Regions from separate parts of the Hordeum vulgare genome. Here region 1 is linked to region 2. A link is a contact called in public Hi-C data. All regions are on one chromosome and are shown on one strand. Each heading gives the region's core, a stretch centred on a gene start, on an enhancer-like site or on the middle of the called end of the contact. The rest is flanking DNA. Distances are from core to core; before and after follow the strand shown.

What was found. A called contact is a pair of places that touch in the nucleus more often than the background predicts.
Region 1: a contact with region 2 is called in a Hi-C map of leaf, with 2.7 times the contacts expected there. The contact joins the promoter of LOC123425532 here to the enhancer-like site in region 2. A contact is called at or near these places in 2 of 6 Hi-C or Micro-C datasets (leaf and seedling).

What each region holds. Positions count from the first base shown.
Region 1 is chr2H:133,944,259-133,951,467 of MorexV3_pseudomolecules_assembly, forward strand. LOC123425532 (NADP-dependent glyceraldehyde-3-phosphate dehydrogenase) reads left to right here and starts at 5,595. Exons shown (of 9, transcript XM_045109221.1): 1 at 5,595-5,908; 2 at 6,566-6,759; 3 at 6,993-7,121. The coding sequence starts at 5,764.
Region 2 is chr2H:133,743,160-133,750,301 of MorexV3_pseudomolecules_assembly, forward strand. No RefSeq gene overlaps it. Among protein-coding and RNA genes, the nearest start is that of LOC123425873, 140 kb to the left of the region's middle. Within about 2 kb of position 4,777, at least 2 of the 3 cell types and tissues checked have open chromatin away from gene starts, as enhancers often do. A contact at or near this core is called in leaf, where this site is marked.

The DNA.
Region 1 (7,209 bases), core at 4,345-6,844, 200 kb after region 2:
TCTAAAAGTGTTTACATTTTTTGAAAAATGTTTCACATGCATTAAAAAAGTTATATTGTGTTTTTGTAAAATACTCGTCTTGCATTATAAGAAATGAGAACGTTTATTTTTAAAACTGTAACGTGTATTATTATTATTTGGGTAAGTTGTTGAACAATTTTATTAAAATTTCAACGCAATAATTTTTTAATACACGTTGAATAGTTTACAAAATACAACATTGTCAATTTGTTAATAATTGGTTATACCATTCAAAAGAATGATTGTTAGAAAAAGTTACAGCTGACACTACTTAAAGAAAATGTAAGAATATTTTAAAAAATTCACATGTTTTTGGAAAATGTTTCAGATGCAATAAAAAATTATGATGTGCTTATGTAAAATGCTCGCCTTGTATTAAAAAATTGGCACCGTTGATTTTTAAAAAGTACAGCGTGTATTAAAAAAATCGGTAAAGTGTTGAACAATTGTACTTAAAATTTAAACACAATAATTTTTTGATACATGTTGAATAGTTTACAAAATACATCATTGTCAATTTGTTAATAATTGTGTATTTTAGAAATACAGCGAAGATAAACAATAATTTTGTGTTCTTGTTGTCCGGAATGAATATACATAAATTTACGCAATAATTTCTGATGTAGGTTGAACTATTTAAATCCCAATATTTAAAAAAAAATCATATCTACCTCCTCAAAGCAGGCAATAATAAAAATAGGAAAATGTTTAAAATGAAAAATAATTATATTTTGTATTTTTTAAATGAAAAAAGTTATGTGTCATGAAACTAAATAGGGACTTGGAAAAATAGAAATAAAACATATAGGTAATGCATTAGGAAAATTGCAGAGTGGTACATGGAAATGATCTACATAGAGTGTCTACATAGCTTTCTAGCTAAGAGTTGTACGCATGGTATATTTTGGCCATTGGCTATGTCGTCCGGTAGTCAATCAGGAGGTTCGAGGTTCCAAACACCTCAATTAAGACTTTTTTTCATCTTATTTCTCGATACCATACATTGCATTTGAGGTCTTTCCTACACGATTCAATATTTCTATGAAAAAAAACCTCGCGCATAGAGCACCCAACACCTTCCCCACTCTCAACTACATGTGGCCCGCTGGCATGCTGGCACGCCACGCAGGCTGGACGTACACATGGATATATATGAAGGCACCATATTTGCACGATCGGACAAGTTCGAACATCAATTTTATGTATTATGCAACTTTAGACACTAAACTAACCGAGCAAGGCACCACTAGTGTATTTAACTCATTATATTACCAGTACAAACATTTTATTCCTTGCATGCGGATTAAGCATATTATTATCTTAGATATTGCATCTTGATTGATCCAGTAGTTGCGCTAGAGGTTAAGGTTCCCGGATTGCTTCAAAGCAGAGGTGGTAGTGGTTCAACTGTGGTCGAATCCATACACTGGAGCTGATATTAATGAGCATATGGAAGTTGGTGCAACATGTGCTTGGAGGCGTTGCACTCGTGCCGATTAGATGGGGCAAAGACAAGAACACCCCATATAGCCGTTGCAGACAATTTGTGGATCCTTGTTTGGAAGATTGTTGTGTGGAAGGAGAAGGCAGCAACTTTAATGGATGTGTGTTTGGTTTTCCAGGGAATGCTGGGAATGTGGGGAACATTAGCAGTAGGATGAAGACAACGACGCCTTGTAAAGCTCTTTCTAGTCCAAGTTTCCAATAACTCTTTGCTATACTCCAATATCCCATCGCCCATGTATTTATTAAATATATGCAAGAGCATATCTATCCACTTCTTATTTCTCAACAATTCCGGATTAATAAAGGGTTAAATCTTAATCAATTAGTATTTATATCAGTAGGATAACCATCAGAGCTCTATAGGATAGTCATATGAGTTTGGTGAACCTAACTAACTATCATTCATAACAGTTGTATGTCTATTAGAGCTTTATAGGATAGTCATGCGAGTTTGATGAACCAAACTAGCTATCCTGCATAACAACTATCATACATTCGAAAGAGCTACATAACATGTGAGGAAATATTTTTATCCACCTCATAATTCCCAACGACCATGGCAAGTTGTGAATGGATTCAATGTGAATAAGAGCTTAGGGTATATGAGAGTTAATTTATTTAGTTTAAACAATGTAACATGGTGATATGTTGAACCATCGAACCATATATTGATTTATATTAAAGAACAAATAAAATGAAGTAAGAACTAAATTTAAAACAAAATACTAATGTTTTGTAAGAAAGAATGAATTAGTGGTTTCGGTATTACCCTTTCAAAACAAAGATATGAAATAAAACTAAAACTAAAACAAAATCAAAATAGTGAAGTTTTCTAAGTAAGAATGAATTAGTGGCATTTGGATTGCCCTTTAAGAAGAAAGAAATTATAAAAATTAAAAGTAATAAAATTTGCACACAATAAAGACAAAAAATTGCGCTTTTGAATAATATGCAAGAATATGCATATGGTAGTGAAGTTTTTGCACAAATAAATTGTCTAAGAGACAGTGAACCAGTGGCATTGGTATTACCCTTAAAGAAGAACAAAATAAACTAGTAATTTAAAAATAAAATAATGAAGTTTTATAAGGAAAATGACTTAGTAACACTAGTATTAACCTTTAAGAGGAAAGAAAATGAAATAAAAGAAAATTTAAATAATAAGATTTTCTAAGAAAAAATGAAATTTTGGCATTGGTTTAACCTTTAAGAAGAAGTAAAATAAATAAAGAGTTTAAAACAATGAAAAAAATGTGCACACAATATACACAAATATTGCCCTTTTTTAAAATATGCAAGAATAAACATATAATAGTGATTTTTTGCAAAAATTAAATTCTAAGAAGGAATGAATTAGTGACATTGGTATTACCCTTAAAGAAGAAAGGAAATGAAATAATATCTAATCAAAATAATAATAAATTTTATAAGGAACAATGAATTTTGGCGTCATTCATATTACACTTTAAGAAGGAAGATAATGAAAAAAGTTAAAAAAGAAACTTGCACACAACTTTTTAGTGTAATTGCACTTTTGATAGTATAGAATAAAAAAATCATATAATAGTGTAATTTTCACACGTATTTTTTAAAACATAGTACAGATGCAAGCGCATATATAAATACGCATACACTCACGTCTATGAACGCACATAAGCATACCCTACTCCTATGAGCACCTTCGAGAGACTGAGTTGACATATCATCTTGAGATTTACGAAGTCATCGTAGGCGCCTAGTCATCGACGGAAACGTCTCCTCTGACTGAATGCGCATCGCTGGAATCCTAAAATAAATTCAGGAATAATGCGAGTACGAGGACTTGACCCTGATGGGTTGGGGATACCACTGCTCCTCTAACCATCCAACCACAAGTTGGTTCACTATTGTTTTTGTATATACATTTACACTCACCCAATATCCTAAAAACAATAATCCTACACCTACACAAAATGGTTACGCACTCTTACGTAACTTCCTCTAATCTAATATTTTCTCCCCCTCGATTCTCGTAGGTGGGGCCTGGGTCACTTTTTGCTCCAATTAAACCATGCCAACTCAACCTTCGCGTAGGTTTACGTAGGTCCTGTACGTAGATGTAGTAAATCCCTTCTAAAAATACCCACAGAAGAAAATAACAATAAAGAAAAACAAAATACAAATGGAGAAATGCATCCAAACAAGGAAACATAGAAAGAAACAAAGGGAGGGAGGGAGGGGAGTTCCTATACGTCGCCCTAAGCGCCGGTTAGACAAACCGGCGCCTGCAGGGCTCCTTCTCGTGGGCCGGCCCATGTTGAATGTGTTAGTCCTTAAAATTCGAAAAAAGTTCATAGATTTTAAAAAAAAATCACATTTGCGAAAAAATCTCAATGACTATAAAGAAAGTTCACCCATTTTTGAAATATGTTTATGTATTTTCAAAAAGTTCACAAAATTCGAATATTAAATTATTGATTTTCAAAAAAAAGCTCATCAGTTTTTAAAAACAGTTCACTGATTTTGAAAAAAGTTCACGAATTTTAAATTATGTTCTCCGATTTTATAAAAGTTCAAAATTTTTAAAAAACATCAATTTTCAAAAAAGTTCATTAATTTAAAAAAAGAGTGCACGGGCTAAAACACGATCTGACTCTAAACGGGCTGGCCTTCGAAGTGCTGCAGACGTCGGTTAGCAAAATTTACCTTTAACCGGCATCTGCGGTGCTAAAATAGGATTTCCTGAGAGGGAGGGCTGGGCAGAATAGTTAATGGGCTTTAGGCCAGTAGCAAATTGACTACCCGAATATGCGGTCAGCCAAAAAACTAGCCAAGCTCACAAAACAGCCACCAAAAAAAGCAGAGCAGAGAACTCAAAGAAGAAAAAATCGACTTACCCGAAAATAATTTTCAGCCCACTGGCATATACTCCCTCCGTTCCTAAATATAAGTTTTTTTAGATATTTCATTAGGAGACTACATACGAAGGAAAATACACTTTAAAATATGTCTATATACATCCATATATAGTCCATTAGTGAAACTTTTAAAAAGACTTATATTTAGGAACGGAGGGAGTACTACCTAAAGCGTGTTTGTTTTTATTCGCAAGGAACGAAATTTCATCGTAAAATGAACTCAAGTGTATCGAGTATAGGCATGATGAGCCGTGGGTATGTCACCAGTCAGTTGCAGTCACGCGAGTAGCGTCGTTTCAGTTCCTCCGTTTCCTGTACCTCACAAATACAGTAACAAATTGACGACGGCCAGGTTCGTACCGGCCGGCCGGGGCTCTCCATGACCGCGCATCACTTCTTTCCCGCAGACGGCATTCCATTCGGTTTCAAGGCGCTATCGATCCGGACGAGGCCTGGGCCTCAACCTGTTTTTAGTTACGTATATACCAATCATGTCGTGGCGGTTCGCCGCCCAACATCACGAACGCGACTCCACCGGTACCTCGAGCACGCCGAGCGTACGTGGACGCCGCCGGCGCCAGCCACCGTCCCTTCCCGGAGAATGGAGCTGGGCCGCGGCGTGCGCGCACTCACGGTGGTCCATGGCAGCAGTGGCAATGGCACGGTCCCGGGCGTTCAAACTGCCCGGATTGGGCAGCGGGTTGGAGTGGTTGATACGTGTGGCGGGAGGGAGCTCGATGATTTCCTGACTTACTCCCTCCGTTCCTAAATATAATTTTTTTAAACGATTTCATTAAGGGTCTACATACAAAACAAAATGATTAAACTTATACTCTAAAATATTTTTATATACATCCGAATGTAGTCCATTAGTGAAATTTCTAGAAAGACTTATATTTAAAAACGGAGGGAGTACCATTGACGGCCAGAGGGATGGCCCCGAACCCGGCCGCACACACAGATCACACAGCTCAGGTGAGTCTGCGGCAACTGGATCTGCCACCCGTATAGGCGCACGAGGTTTTCTCCCGCGTCGCGTGGTAGTACGTACTCCTCGCTTCTCCGTCCGCTTCCTCGCTTCTCCATCACACCCGTCGCAGCCGACCACCCGCCCACGCGTGGCCATCATCCTCCTCCTCCTCCGCTCTCTACTTAATCCCGCCCCGCCACCGCTGCACCACTCGCGCACCCATCAGCACCAACCACCGCTCCCCCCGAGCCCCTCACCGCCAGTAGCACTACCACACAACACATCGCTAGTAGCTAACCAGTAACCAGTGTGCACCACCACCACACACCGCACGTCCATCCACTTGCTTTTTCTTCTTCTTCTTCCCCGATGGCGGGGACGGGGGTGTTCGCGGACGTGCTGGACGGGGAGGTCTACAAGTACTACGCCGACGGGGAGTGGCGCGCGTCCGCCTCCGGCAAGACAGTCGCCATCGTCAACCCCACCACCCGCCAGACGCAGTACAGGGTGCAAGGTGCCGCGCTTGATCCTCCTCTTGTTTATTCTTTCCGGCCAACAGAACTATGCGCTAGCTGACTCTCAGGACTCAGGAGCAGTGTGACCTGGCTGTGTGAGCGGCTAAGCTGTGCATCTTGGTCCTGGGAAAGACCCTGGAGCAGTTTTAACATGCTCCCTGAAGTGATTGAATGCTTGAGCCTGAGAGTGCTCTGCTCTGAGAGCCTCAGAGTGCTCTGCTCTGCTGCCTGAAGTAATTGAATGCTTGACGGTGACTTATTAGTGTCGTTGAAATCTTTCGATACTTACGAAGCAAACATAAGTTTCATCGGTGCAACTAATACTGTACTCCGCACGCACTCACCATCAGTTTTACGAATTGACCGATGTCTCTTTCGATTCTTAAAATCTTTAATGACCCCTGACCCCTGTTAAATGAACTTGATGAGAATTTTCCAGAGTATAGAAATCAACTTTTGAACCTGACTTATATAATTCGCTGAGCAATGTGGTCAGAAATCGTTCAAAACAGAAGCTCCATGGTGATGGTAGGACCGCGTATATCATATACGGAGTATAATCCATGTAGCACTGTTGCGTAGAATCGTATGACAAAATCCAGATTCCTAGAGCTTCTGTTGCTGATGAGAAATTTGGTTTGGCCGCCCTTCTTCAGCATGTACACAGGAGGAGGTGAACAAGGTGATGGACGCCGCCAAGGTGGCGCAGAAGGCGTGGGCGCGGACTCCTCTGTGGAAGCGCGCGGAACTCCTCCACAAGGCGGCGGCCATCCTCAAGGAGCACAAGACCCCGATCGCCGAGTGCCTGGTCAAGGAGATTGCCAAGCCGGCCAAGGATGCCGTTTCTGAGGTCACCAGCGTTTGCACTGTCCATGTGTCCCCCTTCTGCTGCTGTCGTTGAGAACTACGCCTCCGTCCAGAATTACTTGTCGCACAAATGAATAAAAATGAATGTATCTATAACTAAAATATATCTAGATACATCCATTCTTATGACAAGTATTTCCGGACGGAGGGAGTTCTAGTGTTCTTCTTCTTCCGATGCTAAGAGACAAGAGATGCTTGGTTTGGTTTGATATATAGGTGGTGCGGTCTGGCGATTTGGTGTCGTACACAGCCGAGGAGGGCGTCCGGATACTAGGGGAGGGCAAGCTGCTGGTATCTGATAGCTTCCCCGGTAATGAGCGCAACAAGTACTGTTTGAGCTCCAAGGTACACCTGCTCAGATATCTGATCTGATAAATCATCCGTGGTTACTACACTAATGAAACATCCATGTTATCTTGCCCTGCATCTCATG
Region 2 (7,142 bases), core at 3,527-6,026:
TTCTTCTATTCATACAATCACGACATGACTGATTATATTAACATCTAAATCAAGTTTACATGAACATGGCAATCAGAACCTGCGCATCAAGTTTAGATGGCAATCACAATTTCCACACCATCTGAACCTCTCTAGATCGACTTTATTCAGCTGAATTTGAAACATATGTTGATTTCATCCTTTAGTCCTTCGATAGCACTTCACTGTTCAGCTCATTGACTGTTGTCCCATTAAGTCATGCAGTTGCAGCGGTGGCATGCGCATGCAGGAGCAACGTGAAAATGATGATCAGTGGCACGCAACACAACAATATGGTATTGTGCTCACTGAAAGTACGCCGGATCGGTGTGTAGGCATCCGAGATTAGATGTAGGTGTTGACGTGATGTATCTTTGGTGTTAGGTTCGGACATTCGACACTCATTCATCATGAAGATAGGAATAATGACCGGTATTGCTAAGATGATGGCTTCAAGCTTATTGATGTATTATTTTATAAATGTTTTATGAATAATTAATAAAATAACTACATACATCGTTCAGATACACAAGCCGGGGATACATTCTCCTTTTCAAAAAAAACGCAACACAGTAGCAGCACCAGACGGCGAGAAGGGCATGGTTGGAAATCGGAGCAGCCGTTCCTGGATGTAGCAGCACCAGGTGACATGGGCATGGTTGGAAATTAGAGCCTCGATGAAACAGCTGACAAGCAGAAGAACACGTTTGGAGAATCGGGACTTGGATGAAGACCCAGATTTTTTTTAAACGAAGGCAAAAGCTTTGCCTCATCCATTAAATAAGAAGGAATAGAGTTTGTTACAAACCGCCCAAATACAGGACATGCGAATTACTCTTGTGAAATTATGGACCCTAATTTCTTGGCACCCGCGGTGACCCAAAGGTTTGCCTCCGTTGAGATGGAGGCAAGCAGAATAGTCGGTTGCACACTTTTGCTTTTGAAAACCCGTGCATTTCGTTCGTTCCAGATCGTCCATGAGACGAGCATGGTGAGGGACGCCTTGGCTTGCCTGAAAGGTTCAGCACAGTCACAGATACTAGCCCACCAGGCGTAAACGGAATTGAACGATGTCCAGATGTTCATGTCGATCCCAAGGATGTGATGCTCATCAATGAGTAAGGGCTCACGGTCTTCGGGTGTACCGGCATTTGAAGAGTAGATGAGATCCACATTCTTGCACTCTCTTGCAAAGGGGGGAAACATCATAGTTTGGCCACCCTCACTCTGCCAACCTATCGGTCGTCCAGATTCTGTCTTGGAGAGCCAACCAATCAAAGAACTTGACCTTCGATGGTGCCCAAGCCTTCCAGACCATACTATCCATGGGTGAGTGGACCAACCCTAGGAACTGCGCCTTGTACGCGGAAGCCGCGGAGTAGATCCTAGTATTCGTGTGCTTCCACGGGATGTCATCCTCGGAGAACTCGTCCAGCACGACCTCGAGGAGGAGCATCCATAAGGTGAAAAATTGCGTGACATGCTCAGCGGAGACGTTTGTGGGCAGCTTGATCCTTCGGATCCGGCACTATTATTGAGAGCTTCACGAACCTTCCAATTTTTCCTATTGGAGGCCTCGTAGATCAGCGGTGCGATATCTATTGGCTTGCACCTATGGAGCCATGGCGCATCCCAGAAAGGGGCCCTTGCACCATTGCCAATGGCGATGGTGACAGATGCATAGAAGAAATCCACGTCCTTGTCATTGCAAGGGTTGCCCATCCCCACCCACATCTTAGTGGGGTCCTTCCATTCGTACCACGGTGAGCACAACCGGAGCACACATGTGACCTTTTTTGTGTTGAGGACCCCCACCCCCCATACTCGCGTGATCTGCAAACAGTCTCCCAGTTCACCTTGCATTTTGCCCCCGTTCTTTTTTCCGCATTAGACCATAGGGAAGCTCTTTCAAGCTTGTTGACGTGGAGGAGGATGGTTGGCGGAATGACCAATGGTCTTGCGGGGTAGACCAGTTGAGAGGTGATCACACACCAGACTAGGGCAGTTCGACCGATGGTTGTGATATTTTGCCCCTCGTAGGTTGTTAGCATGCCCGCGGCCTTGTCTACAATAAATTGGAAGTCCACGAGCTTTAGCTTCCAAATGGAAAGGGTAGACCCAGATATCGCATGGGGAAGGAAGTCCTAGTCGTCAGGAGGCTTTGCGTTAAGCGTCCCAAGTTAATCTGGTTGCAACGGATGGGCACGAACGAGCTCTTGTGAAAGTTGGTGCAGGGACTCGTGACCTCTCTGAAGCCCTACAAAATGCTTGCGAAGTTGTCCACATATTTTTTATTGGTACCAAGAATACGACAACATCGTCTGCGTAGAGATATGTCCTCATCATGGGGCCTCTTCCTCTGAGCTTGTGAAGGAGCCCCTTGCTCGTGGCCACATCAAGAATTCTTTGAAGAGGGTCAATTGCGATGACGAAGAGGAGCTGTGATGCGGGGTCCCCCTACCGCAGGCCTTGTCCAGGCTTGATTGGGCATCCGCCAATACCGTTGAGGATGATCCTCGAAGAGGATGAGGAGAGTAGGACCGCGATCGAGTCCCTGAATTTGCATGGGAAGCCTCGTCACTGTAGCAAGTCAAGCAAGTATTCCCACTTGACGGTGTTAAAAGCCTTACGGATATCGAGCTTGAAAAGGAGGGACGGGGTTTTGCTCTTGTGGAGACGCCTATCAAGGTTTCGCACGTATAAGAAGTTGTCATGAATGCAAATTTCAATTGCCACGGAGGCAAGTCAGGAAGGGAGACGCGGTTTGGGAAAGAAGAGGAGAGCGTGAGAGACTGACAGCGCGTCCTTCCATTTGGGCTGGGAGGAAAATTGTTTACTCATAAGCTGGACCAATGCTTAGTAGTAAAATAAAAAAGTTCACTTTTGGAAGGGGGAGGGGGTGTCGCAAACCGCTTTGCCCTCCACGAGGCTCCACCAATGCAGACAGTGACTGGAAGCCTTGGACATTTGTGACGGGTTTAAGAGGTTCAATTGAATCGTTCCATTTGACTGGTCAATAATTGAACGTCTTGTCCACACGTTTGACAACCGAACGTCCCGTCCAAACGTTTGACACGGGTTTAAGAGGTCCATCTATATATGTTCTTAGCCACGTATATATGTTATGCTTTTCTTTTATGGTAAAACTATCTGGCGAACGCTGGGATTGAAATCCCAACAAACGCCCCCGAGGCACATGATCTAGATCAAATGGATAGTAGTTTTAGACGACTTTTGTAGTAAAAAAATAAACAATGGTGAGCTCTCGTGCTGCGGGCGTCATCGACACTCGTCATAACTATCGTGGTGTGAATTTTGATAGAAAGAGAGGGGGAGGAACAAAGCCTCGAGACGCATGGGGGGATAACATGTGGAAGTATTCAGGTTCAGCCCCCTCACGATGGAGGTAAAACCTCTAATCTTCTTCGCCATAGTGTTCTTGCATATATGTATTTATGTGCGTTTGGTTGTAGGGACATGCTAGGGTGGTTAAGGGCATTCCCAACCACCTAGTTAGGGATAGCCATTTTTTTGTTTGGTTGAAAGGATGGTGTTATCCCATGTTCTGTTTGGTTTGAGGGATATAAATGAAGGGGAGGAGTGGCGGCGCGGAGGAAGGAGACGATCAGCTGGTAACAGAGGAAGGGGAGGAGCGGCAGCGCGGAGGAAGGAGACGGCCGACTGGTGAGAGAGGAAGGGGAGGAGCTGCGTCGCGGAGGGCGGAGAGGAGCGGCCGGCGGCGCGGAGGTAGGAGAGGAGCGGCCGACGGCGCGAAGGAAGGAGAAGAATGGACGGCGGCGCGCACGGCGAAGAGGAGCGACCGGCGACGCGGAGGGCGGAGAGGAGCGGCCGACGGCGCGGAGGTAGGAGAGGAGCGGCCGACGACGCGATGAAAGGAGAGGAATGGACGGCGGCGCGCAAGGCGAAGAGGAGCGGCCGGCGGCGCGGAGGTAGGAGAGGAGCGGCCGACGACGCGGAGGAAGGAGAGGAACGAAAGGCGACGCGGAGGGCGGAGTGGAGCGGCGGGTGGCGCGGACGACGGAGAGGAGCGGCGGGTGGCCCGGAGGGCGGAGAGGAGCGGCCGGCGCCGCGGAGGGCGGAGAGGAGGGATGCTGCGGCGACCCCCCGTTTTGGGCGGTTGACCCCATCCCCTTTTTGAGGAAATATTCTTAGCATGTGGCTACCCTTGTCCTTCCTCGCCTCGGATCCAAACAAATGGCATCCCTCACATAGAAGGGATATCCTTGTCATTCGGAGAATATCTGTGCAAGCAAACACACCCTACCAATGGGTTGGTTATACATAGTCCACCATCCCCTCGCATACTACCGTACTAATTAATTAATTTTAGCATTTATACATGTCCACTACTAATTGTAGCATATGTTTTGATGATTAGATTAGCAACGTTCTAAGAGAAGCAATTTTTTAATATTGAAGATTCTTCAAAGATTGTTGATATTTTTGAAAATTTGTATTCTTTAGAAAACAAAAAAAATGGAAAACAAAGAATACACTAAAGAAAGAACGAACATAAAACTGGTTGAAGAACCTTCTGGAAAGTTCCAAAAATCGTCCACAAAGGTTCCCAAGACCAGAACCGTATGTAAATTGTTTTATAAGTGTATATTAACGGTTGTAGTGCGATTTTTGGCTAAAATAAAAACGACCATATGAGGTCTGTAGCAATTATACACAGGTATTGGAACCAAACCGACAATCCAAGCGTGCCCTAAATGGTCGGCCAATTATAGCATCGCTATCTCCATGCATGTCCGGTTCAACGTTAACCTGCCGCATGGGGCGTCATATAGGAATTGCACAGCACTAATCGTATATTCGGTGCTTGAGACGTTTGTTTCTTCGAAAATTGCAAACGGACGCCCATTTTTCTTTCTTTTTGTTGTTGGCTAGTAATATTTCACAAAAAAAAGTGCGGCCAACGGGAACAAACGCGCAGGACCTTCTATTGGATGCATTGTGCCTTCAATAGCTGTAGCTTCGCATAGGCCGGGGAAAAGCGACTGGGCCACTGCCGCTAGCGAATCGACTGTACCGGGCCAGTTAATCAGCTTGTTTTCTTTTCTATTTTTATTTACTTATTTTCCTTTTCATTTTTTCTTTTTTCTCTTATTCTTTATGTTCTATTGTGTTTCTCTTTCTCTTTTTTCAAAAATCTTACCATTTTGAAGTTTTTTGACTTTCTGAAACTTAAACAGCTTTCGTATTTACAAACACAGGTTATAATTGAAATTTTATTGAATATCTAAAGAAATTTTAAAAACACAAAGAAATTTATTAACAGGAGCATTTTAAAAACTTAGAACATGTTTAAAAAAAATAAATTATTTTGAAATATGTAAACAATATTTGAAGCAGGAACATTTTTTCAACATATGTATACTGTTTGAAACACAATTGTTTTTGAATTTACGTACATTTTTTGAAAAGGGAAACATTATTTAGAAAATGAAGAACATTTTCGAAAACTCCCCAACATTTTTAGAATTGCTGAACAAAGTTTGAATTGTTTTCAATTTGTGAATAAATTAAAAACAAATAGAAATGTTTTTTGTAAAACAGGAACATTTTTTATAAAAATGTGAAAACAAGAATATTTTATGAATATTGTGACCAATTTATGAAAAAAGTAACATTTTTTGAAATTTGTAAATAATTTTTGAACTGAGAATATTTTTCAACTTATGTACACTTTTTGAAACACGAACATTTTTTGAATTTACGTACATTTAAAAAAAACTATTCTAAAAAGATGAAGAATTTTTTCTAAAATTCCTGAACATTTTCGAATCATGAACATTTTTAGAATTGGTGAACAAAATTTGAGGAACGTATGAATTAGGGTAATTTCAAATCATGAACATTTTCAAATCATAAACGCGTCGATAATTTCAAAACTGTTCTTAAACTATAATGAATTAGGAGGATGTTCTACATGAAAAAGTTGCGCCTCATCGATATCATTTCAACACTGTATCATTTGCTTCGTTCCGACGAGCGGTTTGAATTTTTTTTATGAAAATACGCTCGCTGCAACACGTAGACAGTGGCATTGTTTTCAAAATTCATTTACAACCATAAGGAATCTTAACAAATGACCAACGTATGAAAATTGCTCTTATTCCACAGTTTTTCAACTTTGTATCGTACGCCTCGTTCCAATGAACCGCTTATAAACTGCAGCAAAAAACGTACAAAAAATCGATAATCTTAAAAAACAGAATTCTGTTTTCTTAGTAAATTTAATATTACTCTCAAACTGTAGGGAATTAGAGAATAAAATATATATGAAAAAGTTACGCCCCGATGATACCTTTCAAGCGCCATATCGTTTACTTCATTCCGACGAGCAGTTTAGAAAAAAAACGCGAAAATACACTCGTTGCATCCCGTCATCCGCTCACTATTTTTGAAACTGCTCTTAAACCATGATAAATCTCAAAAAGTGTTTAACATGACGAAGTTGGAAATTTTCCGTAGCAATCCAACGTATATTATACACCTTGTTCGGTCAAACGGTTTAAAAACTGAAGCAAAATCGGTGTTTAAAAACGCGTGCAGTTTTTTCTGTGACATTACAATGCTGGTTTGATATGAATATAGTGCACTAGCATTGAACGTGTAGTTGAAAAGTGTTTGCTGAATAACTATTCTGCTAATATTAGCAGAACAGATCTATATTTTTTATTTTTTACATCAAATTTTAAGTAATGGATCAATATTAATGTAACTATTTGTATTCCAAATGTAATTTATATACGAAACGGTCATAAGATTACCTAGATGAAGAAATAGACTTGTTTTGCATCCGAGTGAGAAATAGACTTTATATATATATATATATATATATATATATATATATATATATATATATATATATATATATACCACCACGTAGTTAACATCACTTACGTTTTGTATGTTGTATGTAGTATCTATCAAATCAAAGAGTATGTACACGTAATATATAGTATATATAATAATGTTTAGGTAGTATATATACTATCTTTTTGATAATATATATCATATTTTGTGTATGCTCTTTTTTACATACAAATATATACATATTTTACAAATATAACAAAAATTATGGGTTAACTTGT